Linked DNA regions of Mus musculus: region 2 is linked to region 1. A link is a contact called in public HiCAR-type data. All regions are on one chromosome and are shown on one strand. Each heading gives the region's core, a stretch centred on a gene start, on an enhancer-like site or on the middle of the called end of the contact. The rest is flanking DNA. Distances are from core to core; before and after follow the strand shown. Region 1 overlaps Bard1 (BRCA1 associated RING domain 1). Region 2 has its middle 26 kb from the start of Atic.

Evidence for each region. HiCAR-type assays count read pairs that join an accessible place to other places.
Region 2: a HiCAR-type map of embryonic stem cells shows a contact between it and region 1, with 9 times the contacts expected there. The contact joins two enhancer-like sites. A contact is called at or near these places in 1 of 15 datasets of contacts at CTCF or cohesin (the NIH/3T3 cell line), 6 of 484 Hi-C or Micro-C datasets (the G1E-ER4 cell line, cortical neurons, embryonic stem cells and 2 more), 3 of 115 datasets of contacts at active chromatin or transcription factors (all in embryonic stem cells) and 1 of 9 other capture datasets (embryonic stem cells).

What each region holds. Positions count from the first base shown.
Region 1 is chr1:71,032,662-71,039,980 of GRCm38.p6, forward strand. All of the region lies in intron 9 of Bard1 (BRCA1 associated RING domain 1), which reads right to left. Among named protein-coding and RNA genes, the nearest start is that of Bard1, 67 kb to the right of the region's middle. Within about 2 kb of position 3,095, at least 6 of the 459 cell types and tissues checked have an H3K27ac peak or open chromatin away from gene starts, as enhancers often do. A contact at or near this core is called in embryonic stem cells, where this site is marked.
Region 2 is chr1:71,527,311-71,534,629 of GRCm38.p6, forward strand. No RefSeq gene overlaps it. Among named protein-coding and RNA genes, the nearest start is that of Atic, 26 kb to the right of the region's middle. Within about 2 kb of position 3,076, at least 13 of the 459 cell types and tissues checked have an H3K27ac peak or open chromatin away from gene starts, as enhancers often do. A contact at or near this core is called in embryonic stem cells, where this site is marked.

The sequences.
Region 1 (7,319 bases), core at 1,845-4,344:
CTGATGGACTGCACCAGAGTGTTTATAGTTTAAGCTGAAAAGGAATGAGCTATTGCTGTCTAGTGAATAGGAAATCCCTAAGCAGGGACATCAGCAGTCACCCATCAATGCCTGGCTGTATTCTAGAAATAATACGCCCAATACTAATAACAGAGGAGAATAGGACCTAAGCAGCAACATCTTACCTGTGGAGGAGGAGAAGGGAGAGAAAGAGGAGAAGGAAGAGGAGGAGGAGGAGGAGGAGGAGGTAGAGGTGGTGGTGGTGGGGTGTGTGTGTGTGTGTGTGTGTGAGAGAGAGAGAGAGAGAGAGATACTGCTAGGTTTAATGCATACAACTAAGTTTGAGATACGAAGTCAAATGACTTATTGCTTTAGTAAAACTTCATAAACTCATAAGGTTAGCTTTGTTGCCTATGAAAGAAAAAAAGAATTAGGAACACCACCCATCTCACCATACCAGCCATTGTTTTTATGCATAAACGAGGTAACCTAGATCCATAGACAAATGCCACAGATCCTCTCCTGTCAACAGTTTCTAGCCTCAGCACCTCAGATTGCATACACAACATGACGTAACCACAGACATCAGGAATGTATAGACCTTAGATGGGGTGGGGGAGCCTTGGTAGAGAACAGGATATAAGTGCAATGTAGTGGGAATTGCAGTAACAGGGAGGAGTTCCCACGAGGAGGAGGGAGAGTGGTCAATGCAGATGGAGGAGTAGAGGTGGGGGACAAATAATGCCAAGACTGCTTGATAAAGCCTCAAGGAATATTATTTTATATTTACCTAAAATTATATATATATAAAATGCATACATGTGTGTGTGTACATATATACTTTTGTACGTGCATACATAAGGAGGTTAAGCCAGTTGGGCTGGTAATACTCCACCTGAAAAACCACAGACTAACCAAACCCCTAGTGCTAGACACCAGACTCCTTCTGAGGAATATCAGGGTAGTCCAAGTGACTTTCAAAGCAATATATCAATAGCCAAGCTGAATTTGACCTGAAAGTGTCTTTCCTTCAAAAAAGTTTCATGGTTCCAGAAAATACTATGCAAGTTGCCAAAAGATGTAGGCAATTAAACTACCCAGCTACAACACATATGAGCCTGACAACTACTAGCATGGCAACATATGCATAAAGATGTCAATCAACAGCTGTGCAGTTGGACTTAAGGCCCATTCATCAGGAGGGAAACTGTACCCAGAGGAAACCTAGCCAGCTTTCTGGGGCTAGTGAGGTCATGGGCCTGAACTTAATAATGAATCTTCTACCCCGGCTCTGCTCAGCCAGAGTGATTCCTTACCATATTCCAAATATGATCCTTACACCCACAGATAAGCTCAACAAGGCTTCTCTTTACAGCAAATGAGGACAGGACCGTCACAAAAATTCACAGCAGGTGATGATACAGAGATCAAGATATTGTGGTGAGCCCATGGCAACATCTACATCACAGCTTCTGCATCTTATGAGTCAGGGAAATCACAGAAGGGGTAGAGGACTCTAAGACCCAGGATCCCAGGAAGTATGTTGTCTCTTATAGACAGCGGGCAGGAGCCATAGTACTACAATGAACATGTGAATGTGGAAGAGGAAAAGTTGTGAGGTCTCACCCTAAACAAAGAATTACAGGCAACTATAGCCTACTGGGAGGAGAATCAGCATCTCCAGGGCATGAGCTTCCTAATGGGTTGATCAGCCTTGAAACCACACATACACAAACAACAAAAACCGACTTGGCAGGTTCTATTTATATCTCCTTGTGCATACAGATATTTATCTGTGTATTCAACAAATATAAAAGCAAATGAGATTATCAATTGAGAGTGGGAGACATTGAAGGGGTTTGGAGGAGGGTGCCTAAGAGGGGCTAAAGGAAGAAAAGGAAGAGGAAAACCGATATAATTATATTTTGAGTAAAGGCATTATAAATAAACTTGAAAATAAAGGGTCTATCACAAAACTGAAAAAAAATTGCAAAATGGATCTTATAATATACTATTTTCACTATAAAAACAAACTATCCAGACCATTTTCTATTTACCTTAGAGATTACTTCACTCAAAGATGTGAGTTTTACCACTGAGAAAACAACAGAAAAAGTATGAACAATTTAAAAACAAACACCAAACAAAAAACCACTGAATAATGTTTATCCAGAAGAAAACTTTATCTATACCAACATATACTGAGAATTAGAAAGATATGCTAGAAATATATGAACATTCTAATAGGGGCACTGCCAGTGATTAGATGCCACTGAAGGACAACACCTCAGTCTGCAACTCTGCAGAGGGCCATAAGAGGCTCACTTCTGAGCAGAACTGGCCCAGAACCAAGTATCAATCTGCCATCAGCACCACAACTGTCCCATGTTGTGATTAAAACAAACAGAATCTTGTGAGCATGAGAAGAGGAAAGCCGTATTGACAGGACAGAGGTGACATGTAAGACAATCCGTACTTTCCAAGAGTGAGTGACAGCCCACTTTGGCATGGCCTAGACTTCGAGGCACCCATCATTAAGGCTTCTTTTCTATTACCCCAAACTAGAAAGATGATAAAACATCCATGAGTTAACCTGAACACATGGAGGAAGGGACAGAAACTGAAGATCCTGACATCCTTAACAGAAAACAAACATGGTTTGAGCTCTGGTATGGCAAGCTCATTGATAAGTAAAGAAAGCAGGCGTTGCCCACTGCTCACAGCCTTCCTCCACAGGGCATCTGCAGCTGTACTGTAAACACCTACTATTTACAAAATGAATTACTCATGGCTCTGTAGAGAACACGTTTTTAAGTTTTGGTTGCAAAAACTAATCTTCAATTTTCATTAAATTTGGAAGGCTTTAACGGAGTGCTCAACTAAAGTGAATCTAACGCCACAGCTCTCTCTTCCTCTGTCAATAAACACTCCATTATAAAGCCACTTCAAAGGCCCATGTGAAATCTTCCTCATGTCCAAGGCATGAAGGATGGCAGTCCTATGGATGGATGGATAAGCTCCAGCCGAGGCACTCACAGGAGAGAGGGCAGGTCTCCTCCTACTCAGCAGTTTTTAGAGCCCAGGAGGACTTGCATTTCTATTAGAAAGACAATGGTGGGGCTCAGGTCAAGGGTGCAGTCAGACACAAGCACAGCCATGCCCTTGACACTCACCTTTCCCTCTTGGCCAGTCTAATTGCAAACCTTCAGAAGAACAGGTTATATCTGGTTGACAGAGGTAATTTAAGAAAAAACATTTCCATTACATTTCACATTTAGTTTAGATATACTAAAAGCAAAAGTAATTGGACTTTTTTAGTAAAAATATTTGAATGCATACTTATTTCTAAAACACAATTCTAGACCAATTTACCTTCATTTTTAAAAAATTGCTGCTGATACATTCTAGAAGTATTAGTGGTTTTGCTATGGTAGAGAAGTAAGATGCAAAATTTGTAGTATGGCAGGAAATTATGCACAGCTAGAGTTTTAATTCTTTCATCCAATAAAATATTAAATATTGAGAAGAAAACTAGAATATCATTAAGGAAATATAAAAAAGCTGAAGTGTTTATTGTTATTTCCTTGGGTACAGATGAATTGACGAAGAGAAGCGTACTGTTTTACTCCTAACACCTGTAAATCTTTCTCAAAACATCTCTCTCATTCGTTTTCATTAGTGAAAAGCCATCTCACTAACATTATTTTATGAAATCTATGGATGTTGTGTAATCTAATAATTCATCCCAGGAGCAGGGTGCACTGTTATAATCCAAATGCATAAACATTGTCTAACACTCTGAAAACATTAATTTCCCACTATTTAAATAATAAAATACTAATGAGCACGGGGCCTAACCAAAGAACTTTAAAAGGAATGTATTTCTTACGGATATAAACTATGTACTAATGGTTTCTGATGAAATTACAGGGGAAAAAGACAAAACACTTCCAAGTACAATGCACTGCACTGTTTTCCTTTTAGATAGCATTTTTAACTGTTTTAGTCGTTCTTACTTACTTTGTGGGTGTGGGTGTGGGCGTGAATGCACACGCATGTGAAGTCAGAGACAACTCGCTCGCAGGAGCTGCTTCTCTCCTACCACAGGGGCCCAGGGACCAAACTCAGATCATTAGACTGATAGCTGCTCCGCCAATCCTGGAGTGCTGTTTCTCTAGTTCTAATGCCCAACGATACTGCCACTGCTCCAAGGAAAGCCCTGACAATCTTAGGGACTGCGGCTACTATGCATGTTTTATTGTGTGTACAGTAGTGGTTTGGTAGACACTCCTTACCTGCAGCAGTCCTGGTCTAGAAAGAAGCTGCAAACACTGAATACGGTGACTGGAAATGCTCTGCTGTGCTCCTGGACATTTTTGTAAACTGATGAAGACTTCCTGTTCTGGGTGTTTAAAAATCACCATAGTTCTTGCACAGTAGCATTCATTAGCATTGGAGCTACATTAAACTTTGGGCCTGAGTAAGGTTCCCCTTCCAACCGCTAGGGGGCTACTTTAAGTGTGGCCTCAACAACAGAGTCACATGTGAGAAGCAAGCTCTGCACGCTCTGCTGCGTCCGAAGTCCAGCTGAATGGAGAAGGCAGGACTCACACGCTGGCTATCAGCTGGGACAATGCGCTTTTGCACCCAAGCCCTAAGGTACCCCACATGTCTACAAAGGCTTTTAAGTACTGACTTGGGGATTTACAAAATTTTAGCATGTAGAGCAAATTCAAAAATGTAAACTGCACAAACAATAGGATTTACTGTGTGCTCTTTCCATTTCAGGAGGAGAAATAAAGCACAAAGGACTTAGCTGGTTCCAAGCCATTCAGCTGCTGTGGCAGGATGGGAATCTAAACCCAAGTCTGCTCAGCTTTCGAAAGCCAATGCATTTTACATACAAAAATATATAAGTTTTTGGTATGCAAGCTAAACTTTGGACTCTAAAAGGGGTGATTGTGAATATTTCAAATGATTTTAAGCTGCTTTTAGTATTCCAAGATGTTGCATATTATAAAAAAGGAAAATGCTAGCAACTGAATACCCCATTTCTCCCAAAGCTGAGTGCTGTCAATATAATGTTTCCCTTCATTTAGGATTGTTAATGTGTATTCAATTCAACGCTAAGGGACTAGAGAGCTGCTTCAGAGGCTTAGAGACCTTGCTCTTATTGCAGAGGGTTTAGATTCCACACCCGCATCAGGCAGTTCACAGCTGCCTGTAGCTGCAGATCTGGTGGATCCAACATCCTCTTCTGGCTTCTGTGGGCACCTGAACATACATGTTCATATGTGCACATAAATAAAAATAAAATACAACAGTTAAGAAACTTCCCATAATTCCTTACTTGTATAATTATTAATTTGTTAGGTTTGCCCGTGTTTTGATGTTCAATAATCTTTTGCCCAGTTTTTAAGATTGTATCATTTGAGTTTGCTGAGCTGAAGTCCTGAATCTTATTGTTCTAAACTTATAAATTGTTGTTTGGCATGCAATGAAGTATTTTAAATAGCATTATTTTAAATAACTATTGGTTAAAATGCTACCTAATGTAGTTAATATTAATATATTAACTTTGGTCGGGTATGACAGCTCAAATCTGGAATTTCAACACTGGGAGGCTGAGGCAGGAGGACCAGCTGTGAGTTTGAGGCCACAGTAAGTTTGAGTACAGCCTCAGCTAAAGAATGAGATTATGTTTCCACAAAATAAGGCGCGCGCGTGTGTGTGTGTGTGTGTGTGTGTGTGTGTGTGTGTGTGTAAAATGAAGTTTCCTATGTGTGTGTGTGTGTGTGTGTGTGTGTGTGTGTGTGTAAAATGAAGTTTCCTATACATTGAAAATGAGACTCATAATTTGTGCCTAGGTCAATACTACCCTAGCAACAATGCTCAGTATGCTGGTCACATACTGTTTGTATATAAAATAGGAACCTAAAAGGAACTACCAGTATAACAAAATCATCAACAAACCCATTCCTTTATATGTAAGCTATTATTTTCATTTTTTTATCAGTTAGGCATCCACGCATCCACTCCTCATTCTATCTGCAGAGCAGTACTATCTTTAGGTGAACAACTACAACAATGCCTACTGTATCAGGAGTAGCCAGCAGACACAGTGGACTGTGCCTATGGGCTGCTTTATCCGTTTATGAGTTTATATAGCTTATTATTTTAACTCCCACAATGGTATCTGTTGCTTCTAACAATGTGCTGCTGCAAGTAAACAGAACAGAGCATAGACAGAGCAGGGTCTGCTAAGTACCACACTGGGAGACGGGAGATGGGAGACCGAGAACACCAACAACTGAGAAGGTAGCTTAGTTTCCTATCAGAAGGGACGCACGCTACTGTAGTGGTTGTACTTTGGTTCATAAAATCTTCAGCTTTGTAGTAGGTGATAAGTAGACAAGCTAGTTTTTTATTTTTAATTGGAAAAAATAAGATGAGCATTTACAAGTTGGAAAAAAAACAGATACTGATTTCCTGAAGAGCAAGCAATGTTGATGGTTGTGCTAAGTCCACAGATACAGTCTACTGTGTGGCTTCATGTCCACACATGTTCCTCTCGTAAAGATTTACTAATAATATGTGACAACCTGACATTGGTAGTACTATGCACATAGAACTAAGCTAACATGCTGAGGCAAGTCACCATGGTGTGGTATTGTCACCACGGGGCTAAAACACCTGGAAATACAGAGGACCATCTACAACTAGGGCTGTGTTTCAAGATCATCCTTCAAACCATTTCTGCACACGACCCTGAAGTAAGCGAATCATTTATACTTTAATAACCAATGTGAGGCACAGCCTTAGGGGACAAGAGCACAAGGTAGTATGTGCAGGTTCTCTGACATTCACTTTTGCTATATAAAGACAGGAAATCGTCCTTTTTCCTGCAAGAATTAGGGAGAAAGTAGCTAAAAGTAAGTCTTCATTTGTTGTCATCATATGATCATATGCACAAACTGTTCTGTTGCCTCTGTCCATCCCCATCAATATCTTGAATCTCTAGCCATTTCATTTGTTAATTGTCTGAGTTTGTCAGGTGATACCGTTCTGCTGGACTGACATGGCCATCACCATCCTTGTCAGAGACTTGGAACACTTTACAGATTTCTTCTTTGCTATCTGTATCTTTCCCTTTTCTAGCCACCATGACTTAATATTTTGGGAAATGAATGATGCCATTCCATCAACATGCATTCTTGGACCATATCCTGCAATTCGGCGTCTACTGGGTTTTAACACAGCAACCTCATGGCAACCCCAAGTTCCTTTGTTTCAGTGGTATCATTGCCATCCTTCCCAGA
Region 2 (7,319 bases), core at 1,826-4,325, 490 kb after region 1:
TGCGTGTCGAGCATCACTCTATTTAGCTGAGAGGATTCTTGACTGGATCAGAAACTCTAGTCCAACAGAAGTGTAGACTGTTAAGTAAGAGCAAAAGAGCCCACAGTTCCAGGACAGCAAAATAACTACCGTTGACCATGAGTTGAGTAGTCCAAGACTGATCTTAGAAAGGACTGTCAGTGTTCCCCACACAAAGAAATAATCAATCTCTGTGTTGATAGACATGCTCACTCCCCTCCCCTGATCACCGAGCACTTTACACGAACTGCAGAGCACACCCTACCCCACCGTGTGCATAGATAGCCATTAGAAATAGAAATACTGGGACTGGAGAGACGGCCCCATCGTGAAAAGCACTGGCTGCCCTTGCAGGGGATCCACCTTCGGTTCCCTTTGGAACTCAGAGTAGAGGTGTATTTGAGTAGATGCACTTTTTGAAGGATCACGTCCTGGCTGCTCTGTAGACCGCAGGAGGCAGGAAGAGAACGAGAGGGTCCAATTGAGCAGGAATGAACACCCAAGAGAAGGATTCAGGCCTGGCTAGTGGGAATAAAGTAGGCGGATTCTATGCACATTTTAAATTTTATTTTTATTACTTTTTATTTTGTTATTTTAATTTTTTACTAGCAGGATTTGTTGACATACTAAGTGTGTGATATTAAGTTTTGAGAGAAAGAAGGTAAGGGAAATTTCAAGGAGTTTGACCTGAGTGTGTGGGTAAATATTAAAGCATCATTGAGGGTTAGCGATAACGTGTTAGGGATCAGTAATGGTCTGCCAAATTTCTTTCTCCCCACCTCCCTGTCACACAAACACACACCACATCAAGCTTCACGAGCAACCTGCAAAAATCAGTATTACACTTTAGACCCCAGGTTAAGCCATCCTTTCAACTTCATAAGAGTTGCCTCTACAGGTTTCTACACATTTTATTGTTTCCCAGGGTTGGCACCACTAAATAGTCTCTGCGGTAAACCATGGGTAGAGCCCCAATGACTCCTTGTAGATCCTTCTAGAAAGATACCACACAAAACTGGATTTCTATACCTGATCACAGACATCACTTAGCTGGGTGTGGTGGAATTCCCGTACTCAGAGAACTGGGCAGAAGGATTGTGGGTCAAGGTTTACTCAGGCTACATAGAAAGATGCTGTTTCAATTTTTAAAAGAGATAGTGGCTGTAATATGCAGCATTTTTTTCTATCAGTGCTGAAAAGACAAAATAGCTGTGTGAAGTATGCGTAATGCTTCTTATGCTTATCCATGAATTACTCAGACATAATTACACACATACAAGGGGAAAGATAAATAAAAACTGGAGTATTCTGAAAACATTATCTTTTACTAGGTTATTGCCTGTATAATTCATTGCCAGAAAGCTTTTACTTGTGTAATTAAATAAAGTTAAGACATTATGCCCCTAGTTAGTATTAAGTTCATCAATATTATTTTTAAAAATAGGAAGATTTTTTAAAATTAGAAAAAAAAATGGGAAATAGGCTTGTAATTAAGAACAGAAAATAAGTGGTCTCTGCCTCTGCCCCATTACCAAGTTAGACTTACGTTCAACACGTGTTGTGAATTAAAAAAAAAAATGTTTAGATCAGAGTCAGTCGTGTTGTTTGTGAATAAGTCATGCATAACTGTAATTGTAAGAATGCCTAATTGTAAGAATACTCTACCACATCTATATGTTCCCACTGTGACATCATTTCAAACCCGAACCAGCTGTGTAACAAAGTTCTTCCAAATGTAGAAGCTCGAACAACTAATGTTTATTACCTCACAGTTTTTATGAGTCCCAAGCCCAGGAGAAGCTTACCTAAGGACCTGGCTGAAGGGACTTCCTGAGGTTGTAGTGAGAACTGTCAGCAGAGACTGAGCTCACCTAAAAGACAGCTTATTAGACCATGGCTCAAAGCCCAGTACGAGTTGTATAACCTCCTATTTAGGGGCATGGAAACTTTGGCAGTAGTAAACGGTTTCTGGGCATGCAACACCAAAAATTAGCTCAGGATCAAATATGTAATGGGTGTAAGGCATTTCTGGTGTTGCTGTCCTGCGTTGTACCATACAACCTCACCCCAGCCTCGATCCTGAAGTCCTAACGTGTGTGTGCCTTGCACTGTGCATGCTGTCATGCCATGCAGTGCTAACAGATGGAGCACATGGGCTCAGAGTCAGGACTATCGGACGGTCTTAGGTACAGTGGCTACGGTACACACGCAGTTTTCTCCTCTCGTGGAAACATGATGGCGTAACTATGGGAATTATAGCTTCCTGCTATCGGTCCTCCAATCAAATTCGTCCATCTTCAGATTATGCTATAGTAGAATGGTGCCTTTTCTAAAACTGCTATGAATCTTGTTTAAAGTTTTGTTAATTTCAGCTAGGGATTAGAGCAGAATTTCATTTCCTCAAATGACCTGAAACAGACTTCTGACATTTTGTGCTATGCTTTTATGTAAAATAAAATTCTCAGTCATAGCAACTATAAAACCAAACTACTGATCAACTCTGAAAGACATTTAAGATGCTTTCATTTTGTATAATGTTGGACTTGTCTTTAGCTTATAAATATTTTTGGAAAGGATTTTCTTTTTTGCTTTGTTCTTTACATATTCTGCTATATCAAATATTCAGCCAAGGTTTAACTTTTTACATAAGAACAAATGAATTCTTCTGATTAGTAAACTTTCTTTTACCTTCAACAAATTACTCATATACCAAAGAACTGTTTTAATTGACTGATCATAGTAAATGTTGACATGTGCAGCTATTTTATATAACTATTAACCCAAAATTACATAAGAATTTTTCAGGCAAAAAGAGATCACAAATAGAAAAATATCTATGATGCCCTCACCTGATGAATGGAATAAGAATGAAATCTGTTTCCAAGCTTGCCTTCATGGTTGTTGGCTGGAAACCAGTTTACGATCACTGGGACCAACCTGTAGTTCTGTTCACAGAGTTGTACCTGGCACTTCCTGAGCTACTGATCCAAGAGAGGGGCAGAGTAAATGAGACCCTGGGCCACCTCATCACTTCTGCATTACTGTTTACACTAATGGACAGTGTTCCAGTGAGGCAGAACTACACAAACACCAGGTACTACACAGTGACCACCACTTGGCACTGTTTGGTGTTGCTTGCCCCACAAACCCAGTTTTATTGATTTCATAAACCCAGTTTTATTGATTTCCATGGTTTTCTGAGTAATCATTTCATAGTTATCAAGTGAACCAATAATGCAACATTTGTTTAAAAAAAACAAAAAGGTGTCTCACCACGGTGTGTCTGTATAAGGAAGACAGAAGAAAAACTCTTTTTGACAAGCAACTGACATCCACTTTGCATAATGTTGACTCTGTCCTAACAGATATTTTGGGAAAGGGTTTTCTTACTCGCTCTGCTTTGTTTCTGCCCGAACTCTATCTCCCTCTTATCTTAATGTTCTCAGAAGTAATTTAATGTAAGATACATAGTAGATGTCCTAAAATGCTTGTTGAATGAATAAACCTTTTAGATCTAATCCATTTCCTTCATTTTAATATTAGCCCACCATTTCTCAGCCTTTCAAAAATGCTGGTCACAACAGTCATACTCCCCCGATTGAAAACTGCCTGGTCATCATTGGCACATGGAAATATACAGGGCAAGAAAGAGCTGACTCATTGTGAGAGTGGCGTATACATCCACCCCACTGTATTACTGAGAGATGGTCCAAGGCCCCTTCTCCTCATCACCATTACTATTTCACCTAAAATTGAACTTGACCCTCTTTTTAATTAAAAAGAAAAGATTCTAAATCATTTGAAAAAGAAAGGAAAACTCTGGATGCTCTTCTAGCTTTGCTAATGTGTTAGAAACTATCTGGTAAACTTTTCTCTGACATTTCAACTGAGCATTGTCTGGCCTTAAGGAAATGCATTAGAAGCTGAGTGCATTTCAAAGTGGGCAAAGAAGAGGAATAGTTAGGAAGACACAAGATCAAAGGCATAAGCATGTAGACTCTCGTCCAAGAACTGCATTCTCTAAAAGACTGACAGACACACACAGAGAGAGAAAGAGAGAGAGAGAGAGAGCATGGCTTTTTGAATTACTTGTATACACTATTTTATTAAATTTCTGAAACATGTTTTTGTATTTTAATTTTCTAAAATTAGATGCAACTTAAAATTAGTGTGTTTTATTACGCCTCTTCCCAACCTCTCCAAAAAAAAAAATCTCAAAATTAAAACATAGCTATAAAATCAATGTTGCATACTAAGATTTAAGATGCCAATAGGTATTTTTTTACAGCTGAAAGCTCTGAGCTGGTGTCTCATCACCATTAGCTCTCTGTTCCTATTTATCCAAGCACAAACCTTAGCGCCAGGAAGGACCGGATCAGCCCTACAGTCCCAGGACTGTTTCCTGGAGCTTCATCTACACTCTATTTCTGCATATGAAGAGCAAGCTAGGAGCAGATGCCCCTCCTGGGGACGTAGCAAGAGAGTGAGTCACAGAAGGCAGAGTTGGCTCACCTTGAACTTTGAAGTCCTAACTAGCTCATGCCCTAAGGAAGAACCTTTGCTGCACCCTAGTGGCGGTGCGTTCTGGGATCACACCTCGTACACTTAAGTTGGCTTTTGCTAATGATGCTTAAGGTTTTTGTAGAACAACTTCAAGAGTTCATTCCGTAAAGAATGCACAGAGAAGAATCAGTGTGTCAGCAGACCTTCTTAAACTTCATTTCTGGGACACACTGAAACTAACAGAAGTGATGAAACAAATGGATCTGACAGATATCTACAGAACATTTTATCCTAAAACAAAAGGATATACCTTCTTCTCAGCACCTCATGGTACCTTCTCCAAAATTGACCACATAATAGGTCACAAATCAGGCCTCAACAGATTCAAAAATATTGAAATTGTCCCATGTATCCTATCAGATCACCATGCACTAAGGCTGATCTTCAATAACAAAATAAATAACAGAAAGCCAACATTCACATGGAAACTGAACAACACTCTTCTCAATGATACCTTGGTCAAGGAAGGAATAAAGAAAGAAATTAAAGACTTTTTAGAGTTTAATGAAAATGAAGCCACAACGTACCCAAACCTTTGGGACACAATGAAAGCATTTCTAAGAGGGAAACTCATAGCTATGAGTGCCTTCAAGAAAAAACGGGAGAGAGCACATACTAGCAGCTTGACAACACATCTAAAAGCTCTAGAAAAAAAGGAAGCAAATTCACCCAAGAGGAGTAGACGGCAGGAAATAATCAAACTCAGGGGTGAAATCAACCAAGTGGAAACAAGAAGAACTATTCAAAGAATTAACCAAACGAGGAGTTGGTTCTTTGAGAAAATCAACAAGATAGATAAACCCTTAGCTAGACTCACTAAAGGGCACAGGGACAAAATCCTAATTAACAAAATCAGAAATGAAAAGGGAGACATAACAACAGATCCTGAAGAAATCCAAAACACCATCAGATCCTTCTACAAAAGGCTATACTCAACAAAACTGGAAAACCTGGACGAAATGGACAAATTTCTGGACAGATACCAGGTACCAAAGTTGAATCAGGATCAAGTTGACCTTCTAAACAGTCCCATATCCCCTAAAGAAATAGAAGCAGTTATTAATAGTCTCCCAGCCAAAAAAAGCCCAGGACCAGATGGGTTTAGTGCAGAGTTCTATCAGACCTTCAAAGAAGATCTAACTCCAGTTCTGCACAAACTTTTTCACAAGATAGAAGTAGAAGGTACTCTACCCAACTCATTTTATGAAGCCACTATTACTCTGATACCTAAACCACAGAAAGATCCAACAAAGATAGAGAACTTCAGACCAATTTCTCTTATGAACATCGATGCAAAAATTCTTAATAAAATTCTCGCTAACCGAATCCAAGAACACATTAAAGCAATCATCCATCCTGACCAAGTAGGTTTTATTCCAGGGATGCAGGGATGGTTTAATATACGAAAATCCATCAATGTAATCCATTATATAAACAAACTCAAAGACAAAAACCACATGATCATCTCGTTAGATGCAGAAAAAGCATTTGACAAGATCCAACACCCATTCATGATAAAAGTTCTGGAAAGATCAGGAATTCAAGGCCAATACCTAAACATGATAAAAGCAATCTACAGCAAACCAGTAGCCAACATCAAAGTAAATGGAGAGAAGCTGGAAGCAATCCCACTAAAATCAGGGACTAGACAAGGCTGCCCACTTTCTCCCTACCTTTTCAACATAGTACTTGAAGTATTAGCCAGAGCAATTCGACAACAAAAGGAGATCAAGGGGATACAAATTGGAAAAGAGGAAGTCAAAATATCACTTTTTGCAGATGATATGATAGTATATATAAGTGACCCTAAAAATTCCAACAGAGAACTCCTAAACCTGATAAACAGCTTCGGTGAAGTAGCTGGATATAAAATTAACTCAAACAAGTCAATGGCCTTTCTCTACACAAAGAATAAACAGGCTGAGAAAGAAATTAGGGAAACAACACCCTTCTCAATAGCCACAAATAATATAAAATATCTCGGCGTGACTCTAACGAAGGAAGTGAAAGATCTGTATGATAAAAACTTCAAGTCCCTGAAGAAAGAAATTAAAGAAGATCTCAGAAGATGGAAAGATCTCCCATGCTCATGGATTGGCAGGACCAACATTGTAAAAATGGCTATCTTGCCAAAAGCAATCTACAGATTCAATGCAATCCCCATTAAAATTCCAACTCAATTCTTCAACGAATTAGAAGGAGCAATTTGCAAATTCATCTGGAATAACAAAAAACCGAGGATAGCAAAAACTCTTCTCAAGGATAAAAGAACCTCTGGTGGAATCACCATGCCTGACCTAAAGCTTTACTACAGAGCAATTGTGATAAAAACTGCATGGTACTGGTATAGAGACAGACAAGTGGACCAATGGAATAGAATTGAAGACCCAGAAATGAACCCACACACCTATGGTCACTTGATCTTCGACAAGGGAGCCAAAACCATCCAGTGGAAGAAAGACAGCATTTTCAACAATTGGTGCTGGCACAACTGGTTGTTATCATGTAGAAGAATGCGAATCGATCCATACTTATCTCCTTGTACTAAGGTCAAATCTAAGTGGATCAAGGAACTTCACATAAAACCAGAGACACTGAAACTTATAGAGGAGAAAGTGGGGAAAAGCCTTGAAGATATGGGCACAGGGGAAAAATTCCTGAACAGAACAGCAATGGCTTGTGCTGTAAGATCGAGAATTGACAAATGGGACCTAATGAAACTCCAAAGTTTCTGCAAG